Regions from separate parts of the Mus musculus genome. Here all the other regions are linked to region 3. Evidence: chromatin contacts called from public ChIA-PET and promoter capture Hi-C data. All regions are on one chromosome and are shown on one strand. The core of a region is the stretch at or near the end of the contact, and the rest is flanking DNA. Distances in the headings are between cores, read along the strand shown.

What was found. ChIA-PET counts read pairs in DNA pulled down with a chosen protein or histone mark. Capture Hi-C pulls out chosen DNA fragments and counts their contacts.
Region 1: an RNA polymerase II ChIA-PET map of memory CD8 T cells shows a contact between it and region 3, with 45 read pairs. The contact joins two enhancer-like sites. A contact is called at or near these places in 2 of 115 datasets of contacts at active chromatin or transcription factors (memory CD8 T cells and pancreatic cancer cells).
Region 2: a contact with region 3 is called in a promoter capture Hi-C map of adipose tissue. The contact joins two enhancer-like sites. A contact is called at or near these places in 1 of 115 datasets of contacts at active chromatin or transcription factors (pancreatic cancer cells) and 1 of 9 other capture datasets (adipose tissue).

The regions. Positions count from the first base shown.
Region 1 is chr2:155,678,478-155,681,266 of GRCm38.p6, reverse strand. The region is part of intron 1 of Trpc4ap (transient receptor potential cation channel, subfamily C, member 4 associated protein); the gene reads left to right. Among named protein-coding and RNA genes, the nearest start is that of Trpc4ap, 13 kb to the left of the region's middle. Within about 2 kb of position 1,471, at least 39 of the 459 cell types and tissues checked have an H3K27ac peak or open chromatin away from gene starts, as enhancers often do. A contact at or near this core is called in memory CD8 T cells, where this site is marked.
Region 2 is chr2:156,438,719-156,441,418 of GRCm38.p6, reverse strand. All of the region lies in intron 2 of Epb41l1 (erythrocyte membrane protein band 4.1 like 1), which reads right to left. Among named protein-coding and RNA genes, the nearest start is that of Epb41l1, 19 kb to the right of the region's middle. Within about 2 kb of position 1,253, at least 76 of the 459 cell types and tissues checked have an H3K27ac peak or open chromatin away from gene starts, as enhancers often do. A contact at or near this core is called in adipose tissue, where this site is marked.
Region 3 is chr2:155,978,084-155,980,783 of GRCm38.p6, reverse strand. Cep250 (centrosomal protein 250) reads right to left here. Exons shown (of 33, transcript NM_001130000.1): 19 at 1,473-1,640; 20 at 938-1,072. Among named protein-coding and RNA genes, the nearest start is that of Cep250, 23 kb to the right of the region's middle. Within about 2 kb of position 1,298, at least 188 of the 459 cell types and tissues checked have an H3K27ac peak or open chromatin away from gene starts, as enhancers often do. A contact at or near this core is called in adipose tissue and memory CD8 T cells, where this site is marked.

The DNA of each region.
Region 1 (2,789 bases), core at 222-2,721, 300 kb after region 3:
GGGATTTTGCCCACTTTTATCTGCACATCTTCTATCGTAGATAGTTACGTCAACATTTTCTCTTCTCCTCCCGTGACTCTTGATTGTGCCATTCAAAGACTGGTCCAGTTAATTTAATAAAAGTTTGGTCATAGAGTTGTTCACAGAATTACTTTGTTGTTAATGTCCCTGGGATCAGTAATAATGACCCCCATGTATTTCCAGCATTAGTAATTTGTATCCTTTTTCTTGGTTAATTAGCCAGGCTAGAGTTTATTGATTCTATTTTTCTTTATAGATTCAATTTTTAATTAATTTTTTTTCTGTACAGATTTCCTGTTTTTGTAATTTAATCGTTCCTTTTTTTCTTTTTCTCCTTTCTTTTTGTCTTTGGGGGAGGTCCTTTTGAGACCATGTTTTGTTCAGTCAGTCCTCAGGCTGGTGTCAAGCTCAGGTCTGTGGTTTGACCTCAGCCAGCAAGTGCCCGAGGTTGCAAAAGTCAGCTTGAATCCACTGTTCTGCTCTCGTTTCATTTCTCTCTCTCTCTCTCCTCTGCTTGCTCTAGACTTAAGTTGTTCCCTTCTTTCTTTGACGTGTTACGGTAGGAGCTCAGGCTGTGGACTAGAGCTGTTTCTTCTTTCCTAACACATGTGTTTAGTACAGATTTTGCCATACTTACAAACTTTGATAATTTATCTTTCATTTAGCTCAGAATATTTTTACATTCTCTTCAGGCTCATTTGACTCAGTTATTTAGAATGGTTGTTTCATCTCCAAATACCTTAGACTGTTCAACTGTTCTCTTCATTGTTTGTGGCTTCTAGACACAGTACATGGTGGTTTGAGAACACTTTATATAGTTGCCTACAGTTGCTACTTTTTTTTTTTTTTACTTTTGTCTGCATTTATTTTATGCCAAATTTATTCCAGTGCCATGCGTTTTTGTTTCTTCAGTTTCTTTTTGGATATTTTTTTTCTTCCGTGCAAACTCCTCTTTTGGCTTTGGAACAATCTGTTCCTTCTCAGTGAGGATCATCTCACTGTGGCAGGGGGAGCTCATGGATGGGTTAATCTGGCCATGAGCTCTGTGGGTGTCTTGGCGCATTTTAGGTGACTTTCTTGTTCACCTGGATATGTTCGATGAGCAGACAATCTACATCTAAACCCAAGCTCAGCGTTTCTTTCTGCAGTTTAAGCATGTGCAGCAGAAATTCAGCACTTTGGCCTGGGCACACACACTGACTTCACCATTATACTGGCACACACAGTTTCATTCAAGTGACATCCTTCAGACGTGTGTTGGCTTTGTGGATATGCTTACCCTTGATGGCCTGGGCAGCTTCCCGGGTGTTTTAAAAGTGAACACGGAGGTTTGAACCTCTTGATTTGCATGATTTTGTGAGGTTTTCTGGGTCAAGAGAGTAGCAACCATCTTTACAGGTGACCTCTGACTGCTTACAGGAAGAGCCAGCTGCTACTTTTGGAACTTGCCAAGGTGTGCTTTGTGGCCAAGGATGTGGGTTGTTCATGTGACTTTGAGAATAGTATGTGTTCCTCTGTTGTTAGATTAAAGAAGTTGCAAATGTCAGACCTAGTTAATTGATGGTGGCAATAATGTCAACCTTGTCCTTACTGATTTTCTGTCTTGTTGAGGATTCATGAAGTTCAAAAATTCATCAGTTTCTTTTGGTAGTTCTTCGAGGTTTTGCTTCCTATATTTTGGTAAGCTACTGTTCAGTACACATATGTTAAGAACTACCATGTCATCTTAGAGAGTTGGCCCCTTAACATTCTGTCATGGCCTTCTTTATTCCTAACAGTTCTCCCTTTTCTGAACTGTTGTCTGAAACGTCATACTACTCTTTAAGCTTTCTTTTAGTGTTAACATGACTTCTTTTTCTCCATGCCTTTTACTTTATTGTTTTTTAAAGATCTATCTTATGTGTATGAATGTTTTGTTTGTACATATGTGTGTGTGTGTGTGTGTGTGTGTGTGTGTGTGTGTTTGTGTACTACCTGCATGCATGGTGCCCATGGAAGTCAGAAGAGGGCATCAGATGGTTGTGATCTGCCTTACGTGTGCTGGGAACCAAACTTAGGGCCTCTAGAAGATGAGTAAGTGTTTAGTCATTGAGTTTCTCTCTGCATTCCTGTTTATTGTTGTTTTGAGACAGAGTCTCCTGTAGCCCTCACTAGCATTGAACTCACTAGGTAACTGAGGCTGGCCTTGAACTTCTCCTGACCTTTCTGCCTCTACCTCTGAAGTAATGGGTTTACAGATATGTGCTACCATGTGGGACTCTGTCCCTATACTTTTAACCGATACATAATGTCATATTTAAAGTAGTTCTTTTTAAAAAAAGATGTATTTTATTATTTTGCTTAGGAGTATTTGTATAAGTTTGTGTTGGGTGTGTACATATAAAGCAGGCACTGGAGGAGGCCAGAGCAGTAGAACCCCCTGGAACTAGAGTTAGTGGTGGTTGTAAGTTGCCTGATATTGGTGCTGGGAATTGAACTTGGGTCTTCTGCAAGAGTGGTACAGGCACCTAACCATGAGCCATCTCTCTAGTCATGAAAGGGGTTTTCTTGGACAACATATAGTTGGCTTTTTTCTCCTCTTATAACACTGACATATATATTACTATATTTTACTCATAGACTTTTTTGTTTTGTTTTGTTTTTCGAGACAGGGTTTCTCTGTATAGCCCTGGCTGTCCTGGAACTCACTTTGTAGACCATACTCATAGACCTTTAATTGATACTGTTTCTAATTATCTTGTAAACCTGGTATGCAGTCATTGGTGCGT
Region 2 (2,700 bases), core at 4-2,503, 460 kb before region 3:
TTCTATGACCAACACAAAAGAGGGGCACTTTTGCCCCCCCCCTTCGAGACTATGAACTGTTCATTTTTCTATAACCAGGAATCAAAAAAAAAAAAAAAAAACCTATTGTTTTCCAGGGGTGCCTGTCCAGCAGTCACCATCACCTTGGTCTGGAGGCAGTGTCACCCCTCCAGTAGACACATGGGCAGGTACCTGAACAATTCAGAATATCCCTGTCTTACAAGGATGAGACCAATGAAGAGCCTTTCTCTTGGGCTGGAGAGATGGCTCAGCAGTTAAGAGCACACTGACTGCTCTTCCAGAGGTCCTGAGTTCAATTCCCAGCATCATATGGTGGCTCACAACCATCTGTAATGGGATCCAATGCCCTCTTCTGGTGTGTGTGAAGACAGATACAGTGTACATATACATAAAATAAATAAATAATTTTTTTTAAAGAGTCTTTCTCTTGACAGACCCTAGAAGAAAAACAGTCCATTCTTTATGTTTGGACAACTAAACTGAGGTACAGGACAGCCTCAGTGAGTTTATGGCGAGTTAGCCTGATTCTTCATCCTTCTGGCCTATGATCTGTCCCCGGTCAACCAAGAGCAGGCCTGCAACCTCCATTGTGGAAATCGTTCCTGTGTATCTGGGTCCAGCCTGTCCGTCTGGGAACAACTTCAGGCGGTCTGATGCGCTTATCCACACTCTAAGCATTGTGGAGCAGAGACCCAGAGGAAGAAAGTGACGGGGCCACAGCCTCAGAGTAAGATACTTTCTTGTGGGCCTGTGGCCTCCACTGAGGCAGGCGACCTGTAACAATCCCTCTCATGTTCCCTGCTCCCTCAGTAAACTAATGGCGACTGATACCTATGGTCTCTTCTTTCTCCACCCTGAGCCCTGCAGAGCTGCTTGCTTCTGAGCCTGCCCCTGGGAAGGCTTGAACGTGAGGAATAAATGCTTGAGCAGAGATCTCTGCCTCCCCTTACTGTGCCCCCACCTCCCCATGCACACAGGAGCTTGCCCAAATGTCAGGGAACTGCTGGGCAGACCCCCTCCGGGGAGGACTCCTAAACCACCTCCCTGTCCTGGCTGCTCGCTGGCTGTGGACAGAGAATTCCTTGTTCCCAGTGCTTCCTGCCCAGATATCTCCGTGGGGCCCGAGTGCTGGCAGGAAGGAGCCAAATCGCTCCTCTTACATGGAGTTAAAGCCACCCCTGCCCCCACTACTCAGGGATAACACACGCCAGCTCTGTTAGCCATTCATTCTACCTGGGCCAGCCGGGCTCAACACCACGGCCAGCCCCTCCCCCACAGCCCCTGACCGCACATGTGCACATGTGCATGCTCTCTCTCTCTCTCTCTCTCACACACACACACACACACACACACACACACACACACACACATACACAGAGGTACCCCACATCTATCCAAAACTAAACCAGAAGATTCTAGGGTAACGTTACAGCCCTGGCAGGCCTGTTTAACTAACAACCCCACTATGACTTTGCAATTTCCCAATCAATGTTGGTCACTGGCTTTTGCCCTTTCTGTAACCTTACCCTGCTGTGAACCAGTAGTATTTTTTGTTTTCTCTTTCCTGTTTGTTTATTTGTCTTGTCTTATCTTGCTGTTGTGAACCAGGGCCTGGTTGTGTAACCTACATTGGCCTGGGATATCCCCTTGGTATTCTTAGTGCTAGGATTAGAGGCATGTGTCCCTGTGCCTAACTCAGCCAGCGGTTTTCAAAGTGTCAAACCAAAACCAAAGAAAGCTCTGTGGTATTGTCGGGACTGAAGAGTTAGCCAACTACAGTCTCTGCCTTCCCTCAACTTCAATAGGGGCTACAACCCACTTAGTTATTGTGTCTGTTGAGATTCTTTGAGGTTTATTTCCAATGATTATTTCCCTTAAAAACCTGTCTTTAAAAAAGAAAAGGAGCCGGGTGTGGTGGCGCACGCCTTTAATCCCAGCACTCGGGAGGCAGAGGCAGGTGGATCTCTTGAGTTCGAGGCCAGCCTGGTCTACAGAGTGAGTTCCAGGACAGCCGGGGCTATACAGAGAAACCCTGTCTCGAAAACCCAAAAAAAAAAAAAAAAAAAAAGAAAAGGAAAGGAAAGGAAAGAAATGTAAAAAGGAAAGAAAGAAAAGTGACGGGCGGTGGTGGCGCACGCATTTAATCCCACCACTTGGGAGGCAGAGGCAGGCGGATTTCTGAGTTCGGGGCCAGCCTGGTCTACAGAGTGAGTTCCAGGACAGCTAGGGCTACACAGAGAAACCCTGTCTTGAAAAAAACAAAAGAAGAAAAAAGAAAGAGAGAGAGAGAGGTAAAAAGAGAAAGAAAGAAAAGTAAAATAAAAAGGAAGAAAAGTAAAAAGAAAGAAAAATAATTTTCCTTCCAGAAAGTTGAACAAATCTCATTCGTCCTGACGCTGGGTTCCCTGATCCCTGCCTGGACAATGGATGTGCAATTCTAGGACCAACAGAACATGAAACTCCACTGTGCTCAGTGATGAAGCTCAGCAGGACCCCCTCTGACTTAGTCCAATCTACACCCAGGAGCTGCTGAGCCAAAGAAAGCAAGATGCAGAGCCTGCAGATGCAGATGTCACTAGATCCGGCTTCCAGTCTGCTGTAGCTCAGGCAGCACCTCTTCCACAGGGACAGCCTCAGCACTGTCAGCTTTAGCACAACCCTGAGGCCTAGACAAACCCC
Region 3 (2,700 bases), core at 49-2,548:
ATGGTTGGTGGTTAAGAGCACTGGCTGCTCTTTGCTCTTGCAGAATACCCAGGTTCAGTTCCCAGAAACCATATGGTGACTCAAAACTTCACTAACTCCAGTTCCAGGGGCTCTGACATCTTCTGGCCTCTGCAGGTACCAGGCCTGAACATGGTATATATACATACATGCAGGCAAGACATTCATACACATAACATAAAAATAAATAAATCTGGGACTGGAGAGATGGCTCAGAGGTTAAGAGCACTGTCTGCTCTTCCAGAGGTCCAGAGTTCAATTTCCAGCAACCCCATGGTGGGTCACAACCATCTGTTATGGGATCCAATGCCATTTTCTGGTGTGTCTGAAGACAGCTACAGTGTACTCATATACATAAAATAAATAAATATAAAAAAATCATGCATCTCTCTTACACTTAAAATATCAGTCACCAGTTTTCCACTGGCCTCTAAACAAACCCCAAGCTCCCATGGCTAAGGAGGGGTCCTTTCCTTCTCTCCTCTCTTCTGTACTGACCCCAAGTTTATCACACTAGAGCCATGTACCTCCTTTTACCCCATATTTCCTAAGCCTCTGTCTGTCTGTTTCAGGGCCCTCTGACAATGGAATCCTGTGCCTAACATGTCCTTCAAAACTACCCTTAGCTGGGAAGGTTCTGCTGCCAAGTGTGATGACCCGAAGTCAATCCAGGGTCCCAGCTGGCAGAAGGAAAGAGCCAACTCTACCATGGGAATTCCATAGGCATGTCATGCCATATGTACATGCATGCACATGCACACAGAATAAACAAACAGATGTAATTTAAAGGTAATTAAAAACTGCCTCCTTCTAGCACTGAAGCCCCACAGTTCAATCCCTAACAATACTTTAAATGAGGTGTTATGGTCCACACTAGGTGGTAGAAGCAGAAGGATCAGGCACAGGGCCATCGCCATACCTGTTCCTTTAACTTCTGAATCTTCATGTCCTGTCTCAGCCTTTCCAGCTGTTGACTAGCATCTGCCAGCTCCTTCTGGGTCCTCAGCAGTGTCTCCAGGAGGGATACTCTCTCCTTCTCTGTTTCTAGCTGCATCTGGGGAAGGGCAGGAAGGGCAAGGGCTTCATGGCTCTGGATTATCATGTTCACCCAGGAGGCCATAAGCACATCTCATCTGCTCCAAGGTCTTCCAACAACAGGATGAGGGGCTGAGGGCAAGGGAAAGTCTCGGACCATTAACTTAGAACCAGGAAGTGCAAAGACTGCCACCGGCTCATAAGCTGACAGGATGTGGTCAATGCTGGCCCTCCCTCGGGAAGTATGACACACTGCCTGCTTGCAGCTAACTGCATGTTAGTCTCCTCACAGGCAGCAGGGCAGTAGCTACACTCTTCAGGAAGCCCCTCCTGAGCCCTGTTCTTAGGAATGGAAAAGTAAGAGGGGAAGAGACCGGGCATGCAAACATCATGAGGATATAAAGCTCGAGGATGCTTACTTGATACAGGGCGCTGTCAGCCTGGCTTCGTTCCTCTTCCCTCTGTGCACGGATGGCTTCCATTTCTGTCTGCTGCTCTCTCAGCTTTGTCTCCAGCTCTGCTCTCTCCCTCTCGAGGGTTTCCAGGGTCTTATCCAGCTCCTGCTGCAGCCAGGAGCGCTCTTTCTCCTGATCATGTAAAGGAACCCATACTGTTAAAGCCAGTGAGTGAGAGAGGAGACGGGGAGCTTGTCTGGACTTAGAATCTCTTCACTGTCTCACTGTGACATGGGCACTGCTTTAAGCCTGGTGACTCATTTCTCAGGGAAGTTTAAATCCCTGTCTCACTAAAATTTAAAGGTCATTTAATATTTTTTTAAAAGATTATTTTTAAAAAATAATATATAAACTGGAAGTGGTGGTGCACTCCTTTAATCCTAGTACTTGGGAGGCAGAGGCAAGGTGGATCTGAGTTTGAGGCCAGCTTGGTCTAAAGAGTAAGTTCTAGGACAGCCAGGGCTACACAGAGAAACCTTGTCTCAAAAAAACAAAACCAAAAAATAAAATAAAATAATGTCAACTGCACAACCATCATAAACACCAAACCTTCAGGGTCAAAAAGCCAACTATAAAAATAACAAAATTAAGTTGTTCGCTCTGTCTAAATGTATGGCCACCAGAGAGCTAAATTTGTGATGTCAAAACAGGAAGAAATAGTCTATCAGTGCTGGTTAGCTATGAGCAGAATATTTTGCTATTGAAAGTGCCACGTCCTGGGCAGTGAGACGGTGCAGAAAGTAGAAGCAGCTGCTATGTCAGTTTGCAGACCTGAGGCCCAGCTCCAGAACCCACACTGGAGGGAGAGAATCAACTTAAGACTTTTGATTATTTTGTTTTTGAATATTTATTTTTATTTATGTGTATATGTGTGGCATATATGTATGTATGGGCACAGAGGCCAGAGGAAGGCTTTAGAGGCAACTGGGAATCACCTGAGGTGGTTACTAGGGACCAACTCAGGTCCTCTGAAGAGCAGACTCTCTAACCATGGATCTCTCTAGCCCCTTGATCATGTTTTACAGTGAGTTTGCTGACAAGAAAGCAGCCAAAAATTTGCTCATTTTTGGAATTATGTGGGTATGACAGCAGGTATTTTCAAATAGTTGAGTAGTGTCCACAAGGCATTTCCTCAACTAAAATTCAGTCATGATACCTCCTGAAAGCCCAAAGTAAAAGATTATAACCCTGC